Linked DNA regions of Ovis aries: region 1 is linked to region 2. The links are chromatin contacts, called in public Hi-C maps. All regions are on one chromosome and are shown on one strand. Each heading gives the region's core, a stretch centred on a gene start, on an enhancer-like site or on the middle of the called end of the contact. The rest is flanking DNA. Distances are from core to core; before and after follow the strand shown.

Region 1 (5,866 bases), core at 2,562-5,061, 120 kb after region 2:
TATAAGACATTATCCCCACCCTCAAAGAAGTTGATCATCTGGTTAGAGGGAGACATACATAAGCACCCATGCAGACTTTTGACTTTGGGCAAGTAACTTAATAGCTCTAAGTCTTCTGCGTGTTAGGTGGAAATAATAGCATGTCCCTTTTCCCCCAGGAGTTATGTTAAAAATAAAAACAGATTTTATTATAGAAATACAAAGGTTTATTGGAATAACTTGAAATAACCTTGAGTGGTCACATCAAAGCAGTCATAAAGACTTAAATGACTAAATGTGATATAAAACTGTTCTAGGGGCAGTGCTGACTATGGTTTATGGCTTATGGAGGAGATGAAGACCTTAGGCTTTGAAGGATCGCCATCATCAACACTGACAAATTTCTTATTCTAGAACCTTGAAGAAATTGGATGGCAGGTTTGTTGAAGCTAGGACAGAGTACAAGTGGTGCCCCCGGCAGAACGTCAGCTCCATGTACGTACCAGGGAACCGCAGACAGCCACCCTGGGTCACCCCTGGGCCTCAGAGTGCACACACACCGTGCAGTCATCCTGCGGATGATAGATCCAGGGGAGAGGCCAGCATGGGCCCTGAAAGCAGGCCCAGGGCCATTTAGGCAGGCATATGTGGGTCCAGAGGGGGTTGCTGGAGGAGGGCCAGCGCCAAGCCCTCTAAGGTGCAAACAAAGCCCAGTGCAGGGGCCCTGGTGGCCCAGGTCTGTCGGGCTGCTGGGGACACTAGTGGGGTGCTGCAGGCAGTGTGTAGGCAAAGGCATGAGGGTGGGAGCAGCTGGGTGTGGCCATAGATCTATGAGGTCAGACCTGGGGAGTGGAGAGAATCCGAACAAAAGCACAGCACAACGGGAAACACCTATTATGTTGCACGTAAATTATAGCAAGGAAACTGTTTTCCTTTGCTCTGTTAGTTTTGCATAGAAAGATATTGTGAGTGGTATTCCTTTCTCCTTGTTCTTTCTGTTTGCCTGTCTGGCAGCACTGAGTAGAAAGTTCTGTACTTACAGTATTGTGTTCAGTGGTGTCCTGGTGAATGTGTAACAGTGGGCTCAGGGATGGGGTGGGAGCCATCATTTTTAGGGTTGACCAGTTTCCATGATGTAAATTGCCCACCTACAGCTGATTTCATATTACCAACAGAATGTTACTGAGCGATCTCTCCAAGCTGGCTCCAGCTTTCATCTGCCCTATCAGTTCAATTCAGTTCAGTCGCTCAGTTGTGTCCGACTCTTTGCGACCCCATGAATCGCAGCATGCCAGGCCTCCCTGTCCATCACCAACTCCCGAAGTTCACTCAGATTCACGTCCATCGAGTCAGTGATGCCATCCAGCCATCTCATTCTCTGTCGTCCCTTTCTCCTCCTGCCCCCAATCCCTCCCAGCATCAGAGTCTTTTCCAATGAGTCAACTCTTTGCATGAGGTGGCCAGAGTACTGGAGTTTCAGCTTTAGCATCATTCCTTCCAAAGAACACCCAGGACTGATCTCCTTTAGGATGGACTGGTTGGATCTCCTTGCAGTCCAAGGGACTCTCAAGAGTCTTCTCCAACACCACAGTTCAAAAGCATCAATTCTTCAGCACTCAGCTTTCTTCACAGTCCAACTCTCACATCCATACATGACCACTGGAAAAACCATAGCCTTGGCTAGACGGGCCTTTGTTGGCAAAGTAATGTCTCTGCTTTTGAATATGCTATCTAGATTGGTCGTAACTTTCCTTCCAAGGAGTAAGCGTCTTTTAAATTCATGGCTGCAATCACCATCTGCAGTGATTTTTGGAGCCCCCCAAAAATAAAGTCTGTCACTATTTCTACTGTTTCCCCATCTATTTGCCATGAAGTGATGGGACCAGATGCCATGATCTTTGTTTTCCGAATGTTGAGCTTTAAGACAACTTTTTCACTCTCCTCTTTCACTTTCATCAAGAGGCTTTTTAGATCCTCTTCACTTTCTGCCATAAGGGTGGTGTCATCTGCATATCTGAGGTTATTGATATTTCTCCCAGCAATCTTGATTCCAGCTTGTGCTTCTTCCAGCCCAGAGTTTCTCATGATGTACTCTGCATATAAGTTAAATAAGCAGATGTTCATTTAAAAACAAAAAATATTAATTTCATTTTATTTAATTGGTTAGGCTGTGCCCATTCTTTGTTGCAGCATGGGGGACCTTGGGTCATCATAGCCACATTCAGGATCTTTATTTGCAGCACGCAGACTCTTAGTTACAGCATGTGGGATCTAGTTCCCTGACCAGGGATGGAACTCAGGTCCCCTGCTTTGAGAGCATGGATCCTTAGCCACAGGACCAGCAAGGAAGTCCCTTTACCTTTTTATTTTAATCCTCAAACAACACTGTGAACACTTATTTCCTACTTACAGATAAGAAGCAAGCTCAGAAGGTGACGTTTCCTAACCCAGGCCTGTCAGACTGCCAAACCTACAAGCCTTTCCCCCTTTTATGGACTAAATTGCTTCCCTCCCAAAATTCATGTTTCGAAGCCCTAAACCCCAGTGCAACTGTTTTGGAGATAGGGCCTATAATGAGGTCATAAACGTGGGCCCTCGTCCAGTAGGACTGGCATCCTTATCAGAAGATGAAGCGACAGCAGAGATCTCTCTTCACCCTCAGAGACAAGGCCATGTGAAGACAACGAGAAGGCAGACTTGCCCTGTAAACCTTGAGGAAAGGTTTCTCCATGCATCAACCCTGCTGGCAGAAGTTTAGCCTCTAGAACTGTGAGAAGATGAGTTCTGTTGTTTAAGCCACCCAGTGGTATTTTGTTATGGCAGCCCTAGCTGAACAGTACATTCTAATAATATGCTAAGGCCCCAGCGTTATAGCAGTATATATACTGCCAGCTTTTTTGCGCGAGGCTTGGCCCTGCAAGAGGTATTGAGGAGTGTCTGCTCAGCAGGGTCCCGCTGGGGTGATCTTGACAGGATGGAGGTCCCCATTCTGCAGACAGGGAGACTGAGATCACCCCCAAGGTCTCCTTCTGGTGAGGGGGGCTGCCGCTGTGGACTCTTGAGGGCTGGATATCACCCCAAAGGCAAGGAGGGTTTCTTTCCCTCTGGTCCTCGTGTCAGGCTTTACCACAGGGATTCCCTGGGGGTTGGATTCCGTGTCAGAGCCTCTGGGAGTTTTTTAAAAAGCCCTTCTAGTCTCCTACGACTTCCTCTGAGAATTCAGGCAGGGCCTCTGATGGGGCATTTATCTGGAGAGCGTGACTGGCTTATTGGGGTGGGTGGGGTGGGGTGGAGGAGGCAGGTCCCACAGGGACTGAGCGGAGCACTGAGAGGGTGGCCCACTGTTGTGCGGCTGCTTGTCTGCTGTGTTCTGGGTGTGTGTGGGGGACATTGTACTGTGTGGGGGCAGGCACAGTGGGATCCAGAGCCAGATCTGGTGGGCTGCACACCCGGTCAGTGTGAGGCCCCTCCGAAAGCCCCCTCCAGGTAGCCCCAGGACCCTTGGATAAGCAGGCACAAGGGCAGTACTGGATGTTAGGTCTGAGTGTGTTTCATAAGCTCTGGCAGGTAAGGCCTTTGCTGTGAGCTTTTTGGGCGGGCAACTGTGAGGTGTGACTGCGAGTGTGTTCTGTAGGGGCATGGTTGTAACATGTCGCTCATGGGTTAGGGTGTGATGATGGTATTTGTGTCCTGCTGACTGTCATGGGATGTGGGATTTGTGTTAATGATGCATCTTTAAGGTGCCCGGGGTGATGGATTTGGCTCTGGGGCTGCGTGGTATTGCTGTGGTGTTCGTGGTGTTTGCTGTAACTGCTTAGTGACAGGGGTGGTGGCATTGTGGTCAGATTGGGTGCGCCAGGGCTTGTGACTAGGTAAAGGTGCAATTAAGGTTTGGTACAATGTGTCAATGTTTCCTGAAGGAAATCAACCCTGAATATTTATTGGAAGGACTGATGTTGAAGCTGAAACTCCAATACTTTGGTCACCTGATGTGAAGAACCAACTCACTGGAAAATACCCTGATGCTGGGACAAATTGAGGGCAGGAGGAGAAGGGGGCGACAGAGGCTGAGATGGTTGGATGGCATCACTGATTCAGTGGACATGAGTTGGAGCAAACTCTGAGAGATGGTGAAGGACAGGGAGCCTGGCGTGCTGCAGTCCATGGGGTCGCAGAGAGTCGTGCACGGCTTAGTGACTGAACAACGAGAACGATGTGCCGACATAGCGTGACTGTGCCTGGAGTTGAAGGTTTTGGCCCCAGCTCCGGCAGTGTTCCAGGATAGTGTTTTCTTGTAGGTGCAATGCTGGTGTTTTTGGCTGTGTGCTGGCAAAACTGATGCTTTGTCTCTACCTTCTTGATGTTTGGGGATGGGGACGGGGGACCACACAGGCTGCGATGGCGTTGGGGGACAGGGATGGCTGGGGTGGTGGCCCATGCAGGCCTCCACACCTTTTATTAATGAAAACAGCCTCCAGAGGAAACGCAACAGTGCCCCCCAAAGCTTAACTGGGGCAGCCCCATGTACCCTCATATCCTATGGGCACGGATGCTGAGTGTTTGAATGAACCTGGCATTGAACTTTCTCAGCCATTGCTGCCCACAGGAGGGCCGACCCTCTGTTCCTTCTCTGTCAGGTGGGCAGTGTGGTGTGAGGGAGCCTCTTCTCTCAGAGGTGGAGTCTCAGTCTGACCCCCTCCTGGACCCCTCCCACCAAGGACAGCCCCACCTCTGCCCTGTGAGGGTCCACCCTCTTGAAATGACCACCGAAATCCTACTCCCCTTTGGAAGCCTAACTTCTCTTCCAGGAAGCCTTCCGTGACTGACTCATTCTCTTCCATCTACCCCAGCCCTGATCAATTTCTGCCCATTTGGGGTTCTGTCAGTCTTTGCTACTGCGACCATTCGCTCTCAACTTTGCATTTTGCCTCCTACTGGATTTTCTTGTTTCTTGACAAGCATTTATTGAGGGCCCACCATTTTTCAGCACTGGGCAAACAGGCAAATAAGACAGTGTCCCTGCCTTTGTGGGGGGAGACAGACACTAATTAAGTATCTACCTCAACGTGTAATTACACACTGGGAGGGTGTTATGAAGCTCACAGATTTCGTGCCTGGAGGCTCAACAACCAGGGAGGTGGACTGAGGCAGGGCCGGCAGGGTGGCCGTAAGCTGGAGACTGGAGTGAGGTGGAAGTAGATGGGGGAGGAGGGCAGAGTTTTAGGGAAGTAAGCCGATTCTGAAGTTCTGAAGGAAGAGACCTAGCTGCCTGGCTTGGTGGTGACTCTTGGCCTGGGTGACTATAGACAGGTCCCAGCTTATTCTGTCCCCAGGGTCCCATCTAGCCCTTCGTGGGCCCCACTGGCACCTGCACACCCCATCAGTCAGAAAGGAGGTGCCTGCAGGGGTGCCTCAGAGTCATTTTAGCACCAGTTAGGAGAGCAAGTGAGCCACTTGTCCTGGGTCCCCCTTTCAGCTCTGACCTGAACGCCCTTCTGGCAGAGGCCAGGATGGTATGGGCATCTGAGCCCCATTGGGAAGCCTGGGGTTGACATCTCATAGCATCTGTGAAGCCAGGAGCCTGGGGGAGCCCCCTGTCCCCCTCTAATGAGAGGGCCCCACAGCGCTGCTGCTTACTGGCTGGGTACACTGGCCCCCTATTCCTCACCTGTGAAATGGAGCTAAGTATATCGCATGCTCCCTGGGGTTGAGCAGTTCCCAGGTAATGCAGTTACCTGTCGGCCTGGCACTGAGCGAGGACTTCATAAAGATTTGCTGCCACTTTCATCTTTCTGGGGTTGGTCCCATGGTGACTGGCCTGACCACAGTCGTCACATCTGAGCATTGAGAAGAGGTTGGCGTGATTCCTCAGACTCCAGCTTTGACA
Region 2 (6,079 bases), core at 3,332-5,831:
CCAGAAGTTGTTATGGCCCAGGCTTCTAGATGTTCAGACAAGGAGGAGCTTTGGGGATGCTGAGGGGATCAGGGAGGCTTTCTGGAGGAAGTGGGGCTGGTGCTGGGTTTGTGGATAGGTAGGATTGGGGAGCTGACTGAGCCACCAGGCTTCCCCGGTACCTCAGTGGTAAAGAATCTGCCTGCAATGTGGGGAGACCTGGGTTCGATTCCTGGGTTGGAAGATCCCCTGGAGAAGGGCATGGCTACCCATGCCAGTGTTCTTGCCTGGAGAATTCCATGGACAGAGGATCCTGGCAGGTTACAGTCTATAGGGTCTCAAAGAGTCGGACACAACTAAGTGACTAAGCACACAGGATTGGGGAAGGGGAAAGGGAAGACTTCTCAGGCCCTGGAAAGCAGCATCGTGGTGTAAGTGTCTAGCACTTGGCCTTAACATGTGTAGGCCTTACAAGGGTAAGGGCCTACCTGGCCACAGGCAAGTAGCAAACTTATCTACTACAAGTTTGTGCATGTGAACAAGCTTGATGAGGGTCCCCAGCCTGCCCCTTGGTCTTCTGTTTTTCTTATCAGTAATTTTTGAACTTCCTTTTTCTGAGTCAGGGTGGGCACCTTTCCCATTGAGGGCAATCCAAGACATGGGCTGGAGTGTCCCAGATGTTTTTCTCTTCTGTAAAGTGTGTGCAATTCCTCTTCTCGCAGGGCAAGTGAGAGGATTGAAGGAAACGCTTGTGAACGGTGGTTGATCACAACGGGAGCGTCACTGCTGTGTAGTGAGGGAACTTGTGAACTTGGACCACTAGGTGGCAGCAGGGCTCTATCAGCTGAGATTGGGCCTGGAAGAGCCCCCAGTCAAATTGAATACAGAGGCTGCCAGGCAGGTGGTGCAGATGGGAGGAAGGGCCAGGTGAAAGACCCTAGGGAGTGGCAGGGGCTGTTATGGACCAGCAGGAACACACTCCAGCTGCAGGAGCTTACAGCTGCTCGGCTTCGGTCAGTGTTGCCACATCAGAATGAGGGCCAAGTGGTGCCAGGCATTCTGATTTTTTGAGAGAAATCAAATACCAGGGTTTTGTTTTGTTTTTTGATGTGAACTCTTCTGTGTGGAGATTGTGCAGGTCACAGAAGATCCCCCCCTAGTACATCTTCTGCCAGAGTGTGGGTTGGCTGCCCTGGTGGAGAATCTCCTCTGAAGAATTAGCTTCATGTCTATGTCCTGTGAAAGCCCTACGTGTGTCTCCACTTCACTCACTACTTCATCAGACATTAATTTTCCTTCCTTGGATCTCTGGGGAGCACCGTTCTCTTTTATGCTATTGTGACTATTGTTGTCATCAAACTTCTGTTAGGTTGTGAGCCATATTTTCTGACCATCCATGAGGATCTCCATAGGACCTGTTTCACAAGGTTCTTTTGAGGAATAAATGAGCCAGGACCTGACTCATTAGCACTCAATAAACATACTTATCATTATTATGGGGACGTGAGGGGAGATGACATGACATTTGGAGGAAGGTTTGCAGGGCCTGTCTTTCTCTCAGTATAGGGGCTGGTGACAAGGCCTGGCCACTCCCTTATGTAGATGAAGCCCCCCTGGCTTGTGAGGGCCTCGTGGAAACTAGTTCCAGCCTTTCCCTCAGAGGCTGCTGTTACACCCCAAAGGGATTCTTGGGACTTCCCCTGGTCTGGATCCCTGCTGCTGCATCTGGGTCAGGGTGGGCAGCATTCCCATCCAGGACAATCTCAGTCATGGGCAGGAGTGTCCTAGATTCTCCTGCCTCTCCCCAGTGATAGGACTTTCTGCAGTTCACTGCCTCAGGACAAGTCAGGCAGCGATTCAGGGATTCAGGCGATAATCAGGCATGCAGGCGCACTGAAGCAGGACTCTGCTCATAGGCTTAGGGCCCTTTGCATCCAGAAGCATCTTCTCAGGGTGTTCCCAGGAGACCCAGCAGCTTTGGGGACCAAAGCTCCTTGCTGGAGGTTCCAGTAGCAGATTCAGGAACAAAGAGAGGGGGAGATTAGATTTGTCCTTGCGGGCTCTGATTTATGCTGAGCTCAGGAGCACTAGTGAGTGCTGTTCCGTTAGGACTCAGGCAGCTCCCATGCTTCCAGGCACCTCAGGGTGGTGGTTCTGGGTTCCCTGCCTTGGACCCATGCATCAGGGGTCTGGGCAGCCTTGAGGCCTATGCGTAGGAAGGGAGTTCAGTGGCTGAAGGTTTGGAACAGCCTTGAGCCTCAGAAAAATTGAGGCCAGAGCGGGTGTAGGAGTTGCATCCACCCCTTCTGAGCAGCTCTCATTTCCAGAGGTTAGTCATTTGCTTGCTCACTCTCACATTCATTCCCTGACCAGCTCTGCTGTGTACTAGAGAGAACTACATTTCCCAAGCTCCTCTGACCTCTGATTTTCTGGTATGTTTGGCCAGTGGGAGACACTGGCAGGAAGGAGGAGAGGAGAACTCTAGATATTTCTCCCTCTCTCAGTTTCAGGCTGTATCTCTGCCTTGGCTGGTCTCCTCCATGGTTCCAGGTTCCTTGCCTCTTGGCCTTGGGAAGGCCTGGCTGTGCTTCCAGTTTCTGTCAGATAGCGTCAGATACCGGCATTAGTAACACTGCCGCTTCCCTGCGTTCCTCCAACCTAGAGACTAGAGTGTCTTTTTGCTATTGTTAATCCCTGTGGTGCTTCCAGGGTCTTCTTTAACCTGTGTAACTCCCTCCCCATGTCTCTCTGTTCACAAGTCATAGAGTGGTTCTCTTTCTGACTGGACAGTGACTCTTATGTGGCTTAGTGGCTAAGGGAACAGGGAGGTGGTGGATAGTGGAGCTGGAGCTCCAGATGCCTCTGCCCCTTGGGCTGCCCAGCCTTCAGAGGAGACTGGGAGCATCACCAAGTCTGCTACACCTTCCCTGGGTCAGGGAACAGTCGGGCCCTCCCCACCCAGAGCTCTTGAAAGAGTGTTCAGCTGTAGACAGCAGCTGAGTGGGTCAGGCTCGGGGTCAGTGGCTGTGAGAATCTGCAGATCAACCCTTGTTTGGGGCAGCTGAAGCTGTTCCTACAGGGTCCGGAGAAGCAGACCCAGAGGAGACCCACAGATCACTGTGTGAGAGCAGAGCCAGGCTGCATGCGGGAGGAGGGGATCACCTCCTTCTAGCCATAGGGCCTCGAGTCTGGCCCAGGCTCGGGAGGGGCAGTGAGATAGGAACTGGAGGTGGGGCTTCTGGCCAGGGAAGAGCCTGCTTGTCTTGATTCTGGGGTCTCAGTGATTCTGGGCACATCAGCAGAGTCTCTGGTCTGGGAAAAGGCCAGTGCAGTAATAGCAATCACCGCAGCTTCTGTTCATATCTCAGAGGGCTGTTTGAGGGTGATGTGAGGGAATCCACTTTACCTGATTAATCCAGTGCTGGCACATAGGAAGCTCTCAAGATCTGCAAGCTAAAGAAAAATAAAAACAAAAAAATAACCCCTACAAATCTCAACAGCAACCAGCCTCTGTGGACCTTATTCTATAGGCATTTCATGGAATAGGCTGGTGTCTAGTTTGCAGTGAAACCCAGGCCTCTCCCCTGGAGCGGGGCTGGGGCTGGCAACATAGTCCCAGCTGCCAGGGCCAGGAAGAGGGTCAAGTCAGGTGACAAGTTGTGAGGTTGGGAGATCACTGTGATCCCAGGACACACGCCCCAGAGATATGGGGACAGATAGTAGGTGTCCAGAACTGCAATGGGGCACTTAAGGACAAGTATCACCTCATGTTCAGACAGGAAAGATATCAAGGCCAGGTCAGAGAGTGGGTACCAGTCTTTGGGTTGAAGTTCAAGTACTAGGCCCTGGGGACTTAGCAATCAGGTCCACTAAAATCAGAAACTGGCAGGAGGCAGGATTCAGCACTGGGCACGAGGAACTTCATTTGGAGCCCTAGGGGCCAGAGCTGCTGGAAACTCTCCTATCTGAGGACAGGATTGAACCTAAGGAACAAGATGGGTTGCCTGTAGGTGAGGGGCTGGGATGGAGAGGGTATGGGATGAAGAGGCTGTGGGGGTCAGGAGCCCAGACTTCCCACTGCAAAGCATCCAAATTCAAATCCCGACTCCACACCTACCAGCTGTGTGACCTCATCGAACAAGTTACTTCATCTCCCTAAAACCTCACTTTCCTCTTTGTGGGTAAGCCAGGAAACAGTCCTACCTCAAAGGGCTGTTGGAATGTCGAGACGGGATCTTTCACGGAGGCGTTAGCACTGTGTCATGGAGGCGTTAGCCCTGTGTCTGTGACGTAGGAACGCTGCTTGAATGCTCCTCAAAGACACCGCCAGTTTTTCTGGCTCCCACCCCCTCCAAAGGATTCTTCCCCAGGTTTGCCCACCGTGACCCCCACCCGAGTCTTCTCTGGGCTGACGCTCTGAGTACATTCAGCCTTTGCTCTAACATCTGTGTTTCTGACCCTTCACCACCTCAGGCTCTAAAAAATACCCCTTCACTGCGTAGGCGCTTTCCCAACTGAAAGCAAGTGGATGTCTTAAGAGGCCAAAGGTTGTCCCCCTGGGAACATAACGTGACCATGTCCTCGGATACTCCGTGGTGATTAGAGCTCGCCATCTTGGATTACTTCACCCTGTCAGGAAGCTCCCTCAGAGCCCAGGCAGAGCAGTGGAGATAGCCTTGCTGATACGCCTTTGTGGATATTCTTTCTCCTGATGTTTGTTCCCTGCCATGTTTCTAAATGTTTTTTTCTCCAATTCTTTTTCACCCTTCTCCCACCCCTCTGACATGAGGCAGAGGCATGTACACAACTGGAAAAATCTTAACATCTACCTTCTTCCCCTTTACACTACCCCGCCCCCCACGCCCCCTCCCAAGCCAGAGATTCCAAGGCATGGCACTTCCCCTTAGGAGTCATGTGTCCCCATCCCCACCTGAAAAAGCACAAAGTGAAATCGCTCAGTCGTGTCTGACTCTTTGCGACCCCATGGGACTGTAGCCTGCCAGGCTCCTCTGTCCGTGGGATTTTCCACCAAAAGCACTTGGTCCAGATTTGCTTTTCAGTTTTGTGAAAAGGCACTTTTCGCACGTGCCTTTTGTCTTTCTTCGTGTATTACAATATGCACGTGATATATTATGTTTAATAAAATTGACTATGGAATTTGAATTGTATCTCTTTCTCTCCTAAGAGCCTGTCACACTTCCCTAGGCGCCTGTAAGGGACAGTGCCAACAAATACCTAATCTGCCACCATGAGCCCAGAAACACTCTTCCTGCAGTCTTCTCTCCGTTGTTCATGCCAAAACCCCAGGATTCATTCCACTTCCTCTCTTCCTCTCAGCCCTCTATATTCAGTCCTTCAGCAAGGCCTGTCAACTTTACTTCCAGAACCTTCCCAGCTGGTCCACTTTTCCCCTCTCCACTCCCTCCACCCCTCCTGTCCCGCCCGAGCTCCTGAAGGAGCCCCCTGACACTCTCTCGATCCCCACCCCTGTGTTTTCCCCTCACCCACTCTCCACAGAACGAAGTGATCCTTCGGAAAACTAAATTAGAGAACGTCACGCCTGTGCTTAAATTCGAACGAGACCCAGACTCCTTACTCAGACCTAACCGGGCCTGCATAACGGACCCTGCCTCCCTCCCATGGCATCACGTACCACCCTCCACCTTGATCACTGTAATTCGGCCAACACTTGCTTTCTTCCTTCTATTCCTCAATTACTCTAAGCTCCTTTCTGACTCAGGGACTCTGCACTGGCCTTTTCCTTCCCTGGGACACTCTTGTCCTAGATCTGCCCTTTGCTGGCTTCTTGCCACACAGGTCAGCTTCTCAGCAATGCCTTCACTGACCACTCCATCTGGGTAGTCTCCAACCTTCTGCACCCTGACCCCAACACTCACTATTCATCACCCTGTCTTCCTGTCATAATAGTTCGTGCCCCTCTCTCTTTTTTTCTTGTTTATCTGTTTGTTGCTTGCTTTCCTCATTAGAAAGGAAGCTTCCCAAAGGTAAGGATTTTATCCATCTTGCATGTGTGCATGCTCAGTTGCTCAGTCATGTCTGACTCCATGAACAGTGGCCCGCCAGGCTCCTCTGTCCATAG

What was found. Hi-C and Micro-C count contacts between places; a contact is called where the count stands out from the background.
Region 1: a contact with region 2 is called in a Hi-C map of blood, with 2.4 times the contacts expected there. The contact joins two enhancer-like sites. A contact is called at or near these places in 4 of 16 Hi-C or Micro-C datasets (blood, mixed tissues and muscle).

The regions. Positions count from the first base shown.
Region 1 is chr5:58,882,955-58,888,820 of ARS-UI_Ramb_v3.0, forward strand. All of the region lies in intron 1 of PPARGC1B (PPARG coactivator 1 beta), which reads left to right. Among named protein-coding and RNA genes, the nearest start is that of PPARGC1B, 39 kb to the left of the region's middle. Within about 2 kb of position 3,812, at least 4 of the 54 cell types and tissues checked have an H3K27ac peak or open chromatin away from gene starts, as enhancers often do.
Region 2 is chr5:58,758,225-58,764,303 of ARS-UI_Ramb_v3.0, forward strand. No RefSeq gene overlaps it. Among named protein-coding and RNA genes, the nearest start is that of ARHGEF37, 59 kb to the left of the region's middle. Within about 2 kb of position 4,582, at least 6 of the 54 cell types and tissues checked have an H3K27ac peak or open chromatin away from gene starts, as enhancers often do.